Regions from separate parts of the Sus scrofa genome. Here regions 2 and 3 are each linked to region 1. A link is a contact called in public Hi-C and HiChIP or PLAC-seq data. All regions are on one chromosome and are shown on one strand. Each heading gives the region's core, a stretch centred on a gene start, on an enhancer-like site or on the middle of the called end of the contact. The rest is flanking DNA. Distances are from core to core; before and after follow the strand shown. Region 1 holds the start of MAST3 (microtubule-associated serine/threonine-protein kinase 3). Region 2 holds the start of LSM4 (U6 snRNA-associated Sm-like protein LSm4). Region 3 holds the start of SLC5A5 (solute carrier family 5 member 5).

Region 1 (4,522 bases), core at 1,325-3,824:
TCCTCAAGCTTTCAAGAATTGACTCTTTGATCTTCCACAAGATCAGCTTCCAGGATATTTTATTGGCTCTGACCAGCAGGCTGCCACCTGATGGGCTGGTGGCGCCTGGGGGCTCCAGTTAAAGAAGGGTGTGGCTAATGCCCCAAAGAGAGGCCTTCAATATCTTTGCACCCTCAAGCACCAGGCCAGTTAGAATTCCAACCCTTCGACTTTCTGGCTGTCACTTACTGTCTCTCAGCCTCAGTTTCCCCCTTTGAAAAATGAGGCTAATAATCGTATGGGCTATTGGAGAATTAGATGTATATACAGTGCTTAGTATTTGTAGATGCTCCTTAATGTGAGCAGTTATTTGTACTTCTACTGTTATTTTTAAAATATTTTCACTGTGTCTCTTATGTGGTCCTTTACTCTAGGTGCCTCCCTGGTTTATGGCCCCCTTCTCGGCCCCACCTGCTCCAGAGGAGTCTTCCAAAGCCCTCAGATCTGACATGTCCTCCCCTGCTCCAGCACCTTCCATAGCTCCCAATCACCCTGGGACAAAGTCTGACCTCTTCAAAATCAGCGCTGGAAGCCCTGAAAGCAGGAGGTCCCATCTCACACTCCCAGTTCTACTGCTGCTAAGAAATGGCTTCCCCATAAACACATATGGTTGCATACCTCTGGGCACTTGCACATGCTGTTCCTTCTGCCCAGAATGCCCTCATTCATCTGGATGGAGGCCTGCCAGTGTGGAGTTGGTCTGGAGGGAAAGCCAGATCCTGACTGTCACCTATACTCTGTGACAACTGTGTAGACAGTGGCTATGATTCTGAGCCTCAGTTTCCCCTTTTGTAACATGGGACTCATCATTAAGGAATGGGTGCCTCTTCGCCATGGAACGGCCCCCACTTTCTGACGTCAGCTGCACCCCCATTCGCCTACCCGAAGGCAGTTTCTCTATTTTAAGAGGCTGCAGGCGGGGCTCAAGTCTATCTGGGGCTCCAGGCGGGGCCTGTTTCCCCACAACACCCGACTGCTCACCAGTCCTGCTGCACCTCCTCCTCTAGGCTCAGGCCCCCACTGCTGTCTCTGACACCCAGCCCTCCCTTTCTGCGCCGAATGTCCTGGTTGGTGGTGTGTGTGTGTGTGTGTGTGTGTGTGTGTGTGTGTGTGTGTGTGTCTCTTCCTTGGAGCTCTACCTTCATTCTCCCTGACCTTGAACCCAAACACATGCAGCTGCCCTTTACCTCTGGAGAAGTTTGCAGTCCTACAACCCGGGTTCAAAAGCCACCTTTCCCCTCCCGCATCAGCTTCACCCCTGTCCTTACTAGGTTCTAGCTTTTTTCAGCCTCTTTCATTTCCCCAAACACCTATCCCCTGCCCTGCCACCAGTGGCTGCCTCTTCTGTCCCAATGCTACCCAGCAACCCTTGGTTCATGTGCCTTCTCCAGGGGTGCCTGAGTGTGCCCATCACAGCAGATCCTCTACAGTGCCACTGCTGCTCAGGGGACCATCTCCCCCAACAGGCTGGGGGATCCAGGAAGGGAGTTCCAGAGGGTGAACCCCTCCTCCCCTGCCCTGCCTCTCCAGAGTGAGGGGAGGGGGCATACAGCAGGCACTTAATAAATGTTTGTCGGGTAAATGTTGAATCCCGGATGCCCTCTGCTTGCAAATGGTGGCTTCTTAAGTGTCGTCTAAACCTCAGAAGGAAATGGCTAGAATGTCTAACTTCCCATTGCACAGATGGGAAAACTGAGGCCCAGTGAAGTCAAAGAAGTTGCCGCCCGCGGTCACGTGGGTTCGAATATCAGCCTCTGCTAGCCCTAACGCCTATGTTCTTATCTCCTGGTGGCACTGCCTCCCAAACATAAACCCGAGGTTACAGGTCAGAAAAGGCCCTTATAGTGAATGGGGAAACTGAGGTTCAAGGAAGCAAGAGGGCCTCCCGCCAACGCCGCTCCCTTCCCAAGCCACACAGCCACTTGGCAATGGTTTGTGCGCCAGAGAGCTGATTAAGGGCGCTGGACTGAATCCCTGCTGGGCCACCTAAGGTTTGTGACTTTCCTAGACTTGAGCCTGTTTCCTTAACTGACGAATGGGTGTCTGGATAGCCCCAATCTCCCCAGCTTGTGTTAAGGGTTGAGCTGAGGCAGGGTGCGGTGGCGCTGCGAAGGCAGGAGGCAAGTTTTAATAAACATTAATTAGTCTTAATATATCACTAGTAAAATGATTAATACAACAATGAATATATGGTGAGCGCTCAAATGCTGCTGGTGGAGAGAGCGAAACCCTCAGCCCCTTTCTCCAACGGAGCCTCACTTTCTCCGTATGTCAAATAGGCATACCCTCTTCCCATCATACGAAAAGCACTTTGAGATGCGAGCGGGAGCCTCCAGAGCGCTTCCCGCCCTCTGCCTCAGTTGCCCCTGGCCAGCCAAAGCCCCCACCCCGACACGAAGGCTGGGTTCACTCCGCCAGCGCCCTCCTCCCGCCCGCGCTGGTGCCTCACCTGGAGCCCACGGCGTCGCAGGAGACTTGGCTCGTCCATGGCCCGCTAGTCCGCACTGCTGGCCGGCGCCCGGCCCCGCCTCAGCCTGCCAGGCCCCGCCACCCCGCGCCATTGGTCAAGCCGGTCAGCTGACGAGCTGTGACCCCGCCCCTCCTTGAGAGCTTTTCTCGAAAGGTCCGCCCACTTTGGGCGAGCCTGCCCCGCCCTTCCAGGCCCCTCCCCACCCCTCCAGCCCAGAAGTAAACATTTTTCAATGAATCTTCCCAGATTTTAGAAATCTTTTTACCAGGTAAACACCTGATTTAAAAAAAAAAAAACTCTTTTGCCAATGAGGAAACTGAGGTTCAGAGAAGTTAATCCATGTGCCCTGGGCCCGCAACAAGGGTGAAGAGTGTGGGGCACTCACCTCCATGCAATATTTAAGGGCCCGCAAATAAATCGGTAATCAAGATATATAATATTTTGGAGTTCTCTTGTGGCGGAGCGGGTTAAGGATCTGGCGTTGTCACTGCAGCAGCATGGGTCGCTCAAACTTTGGCAACGGTTCTATCCTTGGCCCCAGGAACTTCCACATGCCCCAGGGGCGGCCAAAAAAAAAAAAAAAAAAGATATATAGTATTTTAATACAACATTTTAAAGAATCAAAACTAATGCAAAAATGCATAATGAGCTAAACATCAACATTTTAAGTAAAGACAGGATCAAGAGTTCCGCTGTGGCGCGACCGGATTAGCTGTGGTGCAACCAGATCAGGAATGTCTCTGTAATGCCAGGACACGTGTTCAATCCCCGCCCTGCACAGTGGGTTATAGGATCCTTGCCTAATCTGGGTAGGTCGCTATTGCAGCTGGGATCTGATCCCTGTCCTGGGGAAGTCCATAAGCCCGACGGCCAAATAAACAAGTTAATTAAATGAGAGGATCAGACTCTGCCCTTGCATGTCTTTGCCTCCCTTGTCTCATCCCTATCCTGGTCCTTGTTCCAATAAATCTTTATTAACAAGAATAGATTGCCACTGTAGTTGTTAGGTTTTTTTTGTTTGTTTGTTTGTTTGTTTGTTTGTTTGTTTGTTTGTTTTGAGGATAACTGCTTTTGCTGAGTGCCAGCTGAGCACCCAGCCAAGTGCCTCATGAAGACCTCTCACAGGTATTTGACCATCATTGTTCAGTCTGACTTGGCAGAAGGGAAAGGGAGGCTGGGAAAAGTCCAAAGTCCCAGGATGGCACTCACATTCTCTCTTTCACTAGGGCCCCACTGTCTCTGCAGCTGCAATTTTCCTCCTTTACCGCCCTGTTCTGACCAGACATTAGAGAATGTTCTTACATTGGAGGGAACCCTAGGTAGGGTCTCTGGCTAATGACCTGTGAGGTACTGTAGGATCCCACCAAGTTATAGTGGCCAGATTGAGGACATCAAAATCAAGACTTCAAGACAAAACTTGTTTATCTCATCCATGAAATTGACTTGTAATTCACCTACCATAAAATTCACCATTTTAGGGAGTTTCGGGAGGCGCAGTGGAAACAAAACCGACTAGGAACCATGAGGTTGTAGGTTCGATCCCTGGCCTTGGTCAGTGGATTAAGGATCTGGTGTTGCTCTGGCTGTGGTGTAGGCCGGCAGCTACAGCTCTGGTTAGACCCCTAGCCTGGGAACCTCCTTATGCCATGGTTGTGGCCCTAAGAGACCAAAAAAAAAAAATCACCTTTTTAAAGTACACAGTTCTGTGGTTTTTAATGTTCACAGCCCTCTTGTGCAATCATCTAAATTTAGAACACTTTCATCAGCCCCTAAAGAAAACCTATACTGTGACTTGCTTTCGTGGCTGAGCAGTTAACTAACCCTACTAGTATCTATGAGAATGTGGGTTCGATCCCTAGCCTTGCTCAGTGGGTTAAAGATCTGGCATTGCTGTGGCTGTGGTGTAGGCCAGCAGCTGCAGCTCCAGTTCGACCCTTAGCCAGGGAATGTCCATATGCTACAGGTGTGGCCCTAAAAAAACAAAAACAAAGCAAAACAAAACAAACAAAGAAC
Region 2 (4,522 bases), core at 1,450-3,949, 200 kb before region 1:
TGTAGGCCGGCAGCTACAGCTCCGATTCAACCCCTAGCCTGTGAACCTCCATATGCGTGGGTGTGGCCCTAGAAAAAGGCAAAAAAGACAAAAAAAAAAAAAGACATGAAGGACAACTGTTGGTTCAGGGCTATCAGGTGCTTCACACTTTATATGGGTTTCACATTTGATCACTCCACACAGTAACCTCGATTGGCAGAGATGATTACAGACAGTCCTCAATTTAAGATGGTTTGACATTAGCGTTTTCGACTTCACAATGTGTGAAAGCATTCAGTAGAAATTGAACTTTGAATTTTTTTTTTTTTTTTTTTTTTTTGGCTTTTTAGGGCTGCAGTTGCGGCGTATAGAGGTTCCCAGGCCAGGGGTCTAATCGGAGCTGCAGCCGCCGGCCTACGCCAGAGCCACAGCAATGCGGGATCCGAGCCGCGTATGCAACCTACACCACAGCTCACGGCAACGCCGGATCCTTAACTCACTGAGGAAGGCCAGGGATCGAACCCTCAACCTCATGGTTCCTAGTTGGACTCGTTAACCACTGCGCCATGACGGGAACTCCCTGAACTTTTAATTTTGATCCCTTCCCAAGCTAGTGATATGTAGTAAGGTACTTTCTCATAATGCTCAGCAGTAGCAGCGAGCCTCAGCTCCCAGTCAGTCATATGCTCACAATGGTAAAGAAGGGATACACTTATAACTGTTCTTTTACTTTCAGTACGGTATTCAATAAATCACATAAGCTATTCAACACTTTATTATAAAATAGTTTTGGAGTTCCTGTCGTGGCTCAGTGGTTAACAAATCTGTCTAGGAACCATGAGGTTGTGGGTTCGATCCCTGCCCTCGTTCAGTGGTTTAAGGATCTGGCGTTGCTGTGAGCTGTGGTGTAGGTTGCAGACGCGGCTTGGATCCTGTGTTGCTGTGGCTCTGGCGTAGGCCCGTGGCTGCAGCTCCAATTCGACCCCTAGCCTGGGAACCTCCATATGCCGCGGGAGCAGCTCAAGAAAAGGCAAAAAGACAAAAAATAAAATAAATAAATAAATAAAATAGTTTCATGTTTGATCTTGCTCAACTGCAGGCTAATGTTCCAACAGAACATCGATAACAGAGATCAGTTCTAACCCCCATATCTGTGAATATGGCCTTATTGGAAATAAAGTCTTTGTCGATATAATTAAGGATCTCAAGATGAAATTTAACCTGAGTTTAGGAAGGGCCTAATACGAGAAAGGAATGCCTTCATAAAAAAAGAGGAAGAGGAGTTCCCGTCGTGGCGCAGTGGTTAACGAATCCGACTAGCAACCATGAGGTTGCGGGTTCAGTCCCTGCTCCTGCTCAGTGGGTTGACGATCCGGCGTTGCCGTGAGCTGTGGTGTAGGTTGCAGACGCGGCTCGGATCCCGCGTTGCTGTGGCTCTGGCGTAGGCTGGTGGCTACAGCTCCGATTCAACCCCTAGCCTGGGAAACTCCATATGCCGCGGGAGCGGCCCAAGAAATAGCAAAAAGACAAAAAAAAAAAAAAAAAAAAAAGAGGAAGAGTTGAGACACAGAGACACACAAAGAAAAGCACCATGTGATGACAGAGGAATCTGTGCCAAGAACTACAAGGATTGCTGGCAGAGAAGCATGGGATGAATTGCCCCTCAGATCCTTCAGAAAGAACCAACTCTGCTAAAACTTTGATTTCAGTCTTTCGGATTAAGTTTTACTGTTTAAAACCACCCAGTTTGGAGTTCCTGTTGTTGCTCAGCAGTAAGGAACCGGACTAGGTATCCATGAGGACTCAGGTTCAATCCCTGGCCTCAATCAGTGGGTTAAGGAAGCTGCGGTGTAGGCCACAAATGCTGCTCAGATCCTGCATTGCCATGGCTATGGTGTAGGCAACTGTAGCTCCATCCAATTCGACCCCTAGCTTGGGAACGTTCATATGCCATGGGTGAGGACCTAAAAAGCAAAAAATATTCAAATAAAAATAAAAAAATAAAACCACCCAGTTTGATCATTTGTTATGGCAGCCCAAGGAAACTAATACATTTGTCTATTTTGTTTACAGTCTGCCTCCCCAGTGGGCTCCTAAACCTCAGGAGGGCCAGGAGTTTTGTTTGGTTTATTCTCTTCTGTGTTTCCAGGAGGAGGCCCGTAGTAGATGCTCAATAAATATTTATTGCATGTCCGTGTATCAAGTGCTCAGTACGTGCCGGGCACTCTTCTTTTACAAGGCATAAATCACTTGGCACTCATTGCAACCTTCTAAAGCAGACACTATTATTAAGCCCATTTCAAAGGGAAGCAAACTGAGGTTCACACCGGTACGTCTAGCCTATCAAAAGAAGTGCCCTGGACAACGGTCAACTACAATAAAGAGAATCAGAAGAGTAGGAGCTCGAAGGGACACATGGCAATAACCATAGAGCTGCCATTCCTCCATTTGGAAATTGGAGGCACTACCCCGTTTTGCCCACAGCGTGGAGCCCGGAAAAATCACTGAAGATTGCACCTGCGCAGGCGCCCTTACCCACAAGGCCTCCTGCGCCGGCGCACATTGCTCCGCCCCCTTTTGCAGCACTCATAGCGGCACTTTACGACTCTCTCTCTCATTTCTCCGGTAGGAACGCGGCCCGCCCCGCCCCTCGTGTTTAATAGGCCCCGCCTTACTCCGCGTGGATTGGTTGGCCTTCCCATGAGCCTCGTGCTGACTGGCTCGCGTTGCTGCCACTCCATTTCAGCCTAGTGGCGCGCAGAGCTGCAGCTACCGGCGGGAACGTGAGCGGCGGCGGCGGCGGAAGTAGCCCACGAGCCTAGTCCCCGCCGACACCATGGTGAGGGCGGTGCGACGGGGGAGCCGGCCGCCAAGGGCCCTCGGGGCGGTTGTTGGTTCAGGGGCGTTGTGGAGCCAGCCTGTAATCTGGGCCTTGAGTCCTGCCCCTTCGCCCAAGGTGGGGAGGACAGGCCGGAGAGTGGAAGAGCTTCTCCCAGGACACCAAGCACGTCGGTCTCGGGGGAGCTTGGGATTGGATAGAAATGAAATCACAGTATGGCAGTCTGGCAGCAGTCTTCCCATTTTGCAGATGGGGAAACTGAGGCCAGAGAGGAAGGGGACCTGCTGAAGGGCCCGGTGAATGCAGCAGAGTGAGTTTTCGGACGGGGAAATGGCTCCCAGTGCATCCGACCCGATCTGACCTCCTAGACAGTAAAGCTAGAGCACCAGGCAGTAGGGGGCCGGCCTTCTTTCTCAAATTCAGCCAATCTGGGGAATTTCGGGGGTTGTACTGCCCTTGGAATGCTAGCTGCGCAACCTCTTATGCCTCTCCTTTTCAGACTAAAAAGCAGACCCAAAGCAAGGTTAACTTCTTCCGGGGTCACACAGCATATGGTTCCAGGGGAAGGGGGGGCGTTTTCAGCCATGGATGGGCTAACCGTATCCCAGTTTAGAAAACAAAAAAATCGAGGCCCTGGCAGGAAGTCTCCCCAGGGCCATGCCATCTCACAAGTTGTGGAAATTGGAGATCTAAACCAGCGTGCCTGTGTCCCCAGTGAGTGACAGACAGGGAAATGGAGGCCCACACAGAGGAATTGAGCTGGGAGAGAACCTGGCCCATCAGCCCTCGAGTCCTCTAAGATGGTCGCTGCACATTTTTCGGAGCTGACCATGAGGGTTCAGTAATTCTTCTGGTCATTGTAGGGATGGAGAGAAGGGAGCAGCTTCGTTCTCTCTGTTCGTCTCTCTGGAGGGTAGAGTTGGTCTGTGGAAGAATCCATTTGTTAAGCTCCATGGAGATAGGATCTCTGTTTTATCCTCATATATTGCCAGAGCCTAGAACAGTGTCTGTGCAAAGTCTGTGTTCAGGAGTGGCTAAGGCATTACACACTGCCTGTTCCTTGTGGTCGGGGTGGGGCGGAAGCCAAGCCAAGGTCTGGGTGAGGGAGTGGGTGATCAGCAGCTTCCTGAGTTGGGAACCTCAGGACACCATTAAATCCAGTTGTGGAAGTTTCCATTGTGGCACAGCAGAAACGAATCCGAGTAATAACCATGAGGTTGGGGGTTTGATCCCAGGTCTTGCTTAGTGGATTAAGGATCCAGTGTTGCTGTGAGCTGTGGTGTAAGCTGCACACGTGGATCAGATCCCATGTGGCTGTGGCGCAGGCTGGTGGCTGTACCTCCAATTCGACCCCTAGCCTGGGAACCTCCATATGCCATGGGTGCGGCCCTAAAAAGCAAATAAATAAATGTATTTAGGTGTGGATGGACCTAGACCTGAGGGCCAGACCCCAGATGTTCTGAGAAAGGCTAGAGAAAAGAATTCTCTTCCCTGAAGCTTTTTATGACTCCAAATTCCACACAGCCCTTGCTCCCCCCTGAACTGGGTGATCTGCCCTCTCCTGTATCCCTGGCACCTTCATGCTTTCCCCCACCCCAGCATACCCCTCGCTTTCAAGTTCACCAGGTTCCTCCTCTTCCTTTGGCCTTTGTCTCCAACAGCGTTTGGGAACAAGGAAGTAGATATGACCACTGCTGCGGTTGT
Region 3 (4,522 bases), core at 1,352-3,851, 190 kb after region 1:
CTCCCCAAACTTCTTTGAATGGCTCATCCTTCACAGAATACCAGAACCAGCCAAAGAGAGTCCTCCTGGGACTTTAGCCAGATCATCCTGAAACAGCAACTCTCTTTCTGCTGGAAAGAAGCCCAAAGGGGTAGAAGCCTGGAGATAACGAGGCTCCTAGAGATGGGAGAGGGACCCAGAAGATGCTGTTGTAGTTCCTGGATCCAGCCATGTCTGAAGCTTGCTTATGCCTGGACTCTCAGCAATAAGCCCTTCAAATCATTTCTCATAATAAAGATGAGGAAACAGCCTCCGCCGGGACACAAGCTTCCTCTGGAGGAAGGGAAGGGAAGGAGTGATGGGCCTGCACAGGGTCTTCCCCACTCAGTGGGCATGGACAGCCCCTGCACCCCCACCCCCACCAGGGCTCCACCCAGGTGGGGTAGTGGTAGGGGACACTCACCACAGTAGTGTAGAAGGTGCAGATGATTCCAGTGGATAGGAGTGAAGCCCAGATATCCAGCCCCGTCACTGCAAGGAGAGTCCCATAAGGCCTCTGTGCAGGGTGTACACCTGGCCTCCACTGTCCTGGGCCCTCCTCTCTCCAGGAGGATTCTTCCCTCCGAAGTCTCTCCTAGGGCCTCCCCTCTCTCCTTCCCTGGTTCAGCCTCTAAGTCGTTGCCTCCTCCCTCTCACCCCCCTCCCCCCAGTCAAACCTTGGTTCAGGATGAGCGCGGGGGCGTAGATTACGACGCCAGTGTACAGCATCTGCACGTGGAGGGCAGGGGCCTGTGAGCCAGGCGGGGAGTGAGGGGTTGGGTGTGGGGGCGCCTGGGTAAAAAGGGCTTTAGGAGATACGGGTGGAGGGTAGTTGGGGTGTGTGACTGGGAACCGATGGGCGCGACCGCGTAGGGTCGGGGCAGGGTCAGGTGGGGCGTGTGAGAGAAGCCGGCGGGCCAAACGGGTAGATGGGTCTTCCAGGGGCGGGGCCAGAGGACCGGGGGCGGGGACTGGGCTGGGCCTTGCAGGATAGGGGCGGGCCCCACCAGGCGAGGTTGTAAGGGCTGTGGGCGGACCCGACCCAGACTGCACAAAGTTGGACCCTGGCGGGGGAGAGGGCGGGACCGAGGCCACTCACTGTAGCCACCAGGTACTGCAGGGTCCCGCAGAGCCGCACAGCGCGGCTGAAGCGCAGCTCCAGGTACTGCAAGAGGGAACCGAGGGCTTGTGGTCACGCGGACAGGTCCTACCCAAGAGGAGCCGGAGGCCTCTGGGGTCCTTCACCCGCCCCCTTGGTTTCTGCGCTGTCCACCCTCTAACCCGCAGGGTTTCCAGCCAAGTGCACACACTCCGACCTATCTGCACACACTTGTACACAAGCGCCATCCCCGCGCCTGTGCCCAGGAGGACTGAGCCATCAAAAGTGCACACATCGGCCCCGCCCACCCCCACTCAAGTCTGGTCGGCCCCCGCCACCGGCTGCTGCGGCTCGGAGTCAACTTTGGCAAGATAACAGTCAGTGCCTGCGGCCAACTGTGATGGGTGGCCTACCGTATACTGGTCAGTATTGTAATCACTTTGCCCACTGCCCTGGAGGGAAGTCCTGAAATCAGGCCACTTAGACTTTTAGGGAACCCGAGCTGGGAGGCAAAGTCTTGCGGGAGGTAGGAGGAAGCGGGGAAGTTGGGGTTGGAACCCGGAGCGGGCCGCCGGGCGAGCAGTCGGGTGTACGCAAGCCCACGCATGTGGAGAGCAGGGGTGCTCCTGTCCACACGTGAGCGCGCCCCTGGCCGGGCTGGCCCCTCCCTGAGCGGGTTTTCACCAAAGAAAACCAGGACGCCACCAGCTCCTCTTCCTCCTTCCGGCCCCTGGCCCCACTGCCTCAGGCTTCTTCCCAGAACCCTCCCTACTGGTCCGCCTGGTGGCTACCCTATGAAGACGCCGAGGAGCCCGCCTGCGGCTCCCTGCACAGCAATTCAAAGCTCAGGGCCTCCCCCTCCGCATCCCTTTATTCCCCACCAGGCAGGTCCTGCCTCAGGGTCTCTGCCCCGTACCTGGTAAGTGCTGGTGAGGCCCAGGCGGTAGAAAACTGGGAGGAAGAGTAGGGCAGTGAGCAGCGAGTTGAGCAGCTGTCCCAGGCACATCCAGAGGAACTTGAGGCCATAGCGGTAGGCCTCCGCTGGCACGCCTAGCACCTGTACCGCCGACATGAAGCTGGCGGACAGCGAGAGGCCGACGGGCACGGCCGTCAGGCGCCGGCCCCCGGTGAAGAAGTCCTCGGCGCTGCGCTGCCCACCCCGCGCCAGCCCAACCCACAGCCCGATGCCAGTGGACACCAGCAGCATGAGGGCGAAGACTCCGTAGTCCCAGGCTCCGAACGTGGCCCGCGCGCCTCCCTCGACGGTCGCCATGAGGGCCGGGTGCGGGGACAAGGCGCGTCCTGAGCCTTTCCAGCCACCTCGAGCTCCCGGGCTGAGGGAAGTTGGCAGCGGCCCAGAAGGCAGGACTGCGAGGAGGTGGGAGGATGCTCGGCCTCCGATGCGACACTGCGCGCCGGTTCCCCTTCGTCCCCTGCGGGCCGAGGTTCCCCGGGCAAGGAATCTGTGGATCCTCGACTGCCTCCCTGACTTTCCTCTCGGTCTTTGGCGTCTGTCTCTGCCGTCTGTCTGTCCGTCCACCTGGCCTCCACTTGGTCCGGCTGCCCCGTGCAGCTGCGTGTCCACTTCCCAGCCCTCTGTCTGTCCTCTCCCTGGGAGCCGCGCTCAGCTCTGACTGCTGGAGGTCTTGGCGGGGCTTAAACGCGCAGCTGGCTGCAGGGCTGCGGATTTATTGGGCTCCGGGTCGACGAAACTCCGCCCCCGCGTGTGGGGGCGGGAAGGACCCGCACCCTTTCCCTTCTGGACTGGGCCAGAGAGGCTGGGACAGGACACTTGGGTGGCTGCTGGGGGTGGGGGTGATGGATGCCCCCCTTGCTTCGCGTGGCCCTTTCCCCTGGCCATAAGCTTTTAAAGTCTCCCTGTGACAAGTGGGGAAACTGAGACTCAGAGTTGGCATGTCACTTACCCAGCACTACACAGCATTCAAATCCCCACTGTGCTTTTGTATCTTGACCTACAGGGGAGCTCGCTCACCCACGGGACTGGGGTTTACTTTCAAGGTTGCAGCGTCCCCAAAAGGAAACCTGCACTGCTTCAACCCCTCCCCCGACTGGCACCTTGACCCACTCCCTTTCTAGCAGGAGAACATCACCAAACGCTGTCCTTAGGTTAAGCTTAGTGGGAGGTAGTGGGGTTCTGAGCACATATATATCTGAAGTAGTCTTTGCTTCTTTCTGGGCCTCAATTCCCCATCTGTAAGTGGGGCTAACATATAGCCCTTGCCTCGGAGGAATAAATTCAACCCGCATAACACAGCCTGGCACAGAGTAAGTACCTCATTCATTCATTTCTTCCCTCATTTGTTGGTTCCTTCACCAAATATGCATTGAGAACCTACGCTGTGCCAGGCATTAAGTGTATGATGGAGGTCATGGAGGGGCTGTCACTGGCCATGAACTTGAATATATGGAGAGACATGAAAACCTGGGGAAGTAGTGTCTGGTCGGCCCCTAATGTTACAAATGAAGAGATCTGAGGTACAGGGGAAGGGAAAGTCCTTTGTGTGGGGTCATGCCATCAAGAAATGCAACACTGTCATCTTGGGACCCTTCGCTACTGGACCCTGAGGGACTTGGGCCTCCAGAGGCTCTGAGCTCTGAGTTCGAATCCTATCTCGCCCTGTGAATGCTGGGTTCTCTCCTCTATGAGCCGGGAGGGATCTAAGAATTCCTTGGGTTGAAGTTAGGGCTCCCTAACCGTCCCCAGCCTCTGACGCCCCCTGGTGGCCCCCTCTGGCAGACACGCACCTCCCAAGCTGGGTGCATCCTCCCCCCCAGGCATCCTCAGGAGTCACCGGGGACTGTCTCCTCTCTCCAACTCGTGGCACAGTGCAGGGCCAGCCAGATCCTTCCTGGAGCTGCGATAGCACGCCTCCACATGAGAATCTGCTGCTCACTGGCATGCATCTCCTGCCAGGAGGGTGGGGAGAACTTGGGAGTTTTTCCTCCTTCTAGTTCCCTGCTGCATCCTCCAGGAAAACGTGATGAGAAAGGGGAAATCCGGGTGGATTCCCTCAAAGCTGCGCCAATCAATGCAAATATATGCAAACTGATGTAAGCCAGGTAAAACTGGCCTTGTCTCCCCAGAGGGGTGCTCAGAGGGGTGATTGTCCCCTGCCAGCTCCCTGCTTCTCCTGCAGTGGTAGAAGAAGGGTCCAGGCTGCAGAATGACACCTGGGCTGAATCTCATGCATTAAGCACCTAGTATGTGCAGGGCCCCACTCCAGGTGCCGAGGACACAGCAGGATCCAGGTGAACCCACCCTGCCCACAGGCTCATGGCTCTGACCAAACCTGCAGATGAATACCCATTTCAGAAACTGATGCAGGAGTTCCCATTGTGGCTCAGCAGTTAACAAACCCAACTAGCATCCATGAGAATGCGGGT

Evidence for each region. A called contact is a pair of places that touch in the nucleus more often than the background predicts. HiChIP or PLAC-seq counts read pairs in DNA pulled down with a chosen protein or histone mark.
Region 2: an H3K27ac HiChIP or PLAC-seq map of alveolar macrophages shows a contact between it and region 1. The contact joins the promoter of LSM4 here to the promoter of MAST3 in region 1. A contact is called at or near these places in 6 of 47 Hi-C or Micro-C datasets (alveolar macrophages, embryonic fibroblasts, heart right ventricle and 2 more) and 1 of 2 datasets of contacts at active chromatin or transcription factors (alveolar macrophages).
Region 3: a Hi-C map of epiblast stem cells shows a contact between it and region 1, with 1.7 times the contacts expected there. The contact joins the promoter of SLC5A5 here to the promoter of MAST3 in region 1. A contact is called at or near these places in 1 of 47 Hi-C or Micro-C datasets (epiblast stem cells) and 1 of 2 datasets of contacts at active chromatin or transcription factors (alveolar macrophages).

Annotation. Positions count from the first base shown.
Region 1 is chr2:59,696,794-59,701,315 of Sscrofa11.1, forward strand. It overlaps MAST3 (microtubule-associated serine/threonine-protein kinase 3), which reads right to left and starts at 2,575. Exons shown (of 28, transcript XM_021083495.1): 1 at 2,489-2,575. The coding sequence starts at 2,527.
Region 2 is chr2:59,496,861-59,501,382 of Sscrofa11.1, forward strand. It overlaps LSM4 (U6 snRNA-associated Sm-like protein LSm4), which reads left to right and starts at 2,700. Exons shown (of 5, transcript XM_021083528.1): 1 at 2,700-2,818. The coding sequence starts at 2,816.
Region 3 is chr2:59,882,485-59,887,006 of Sscrofa11.1, forward strand. SLC5A5 (solute carrier family 5 member 5) reads right to left here and starts at 2,602. Exons shown (of 15, transcript NM_214410.1): 1 at 2,034-2,602; 2 at 1,118-1,183; 3 at 696-747; 4 at 443-510. The coding sequence starts at 2,390.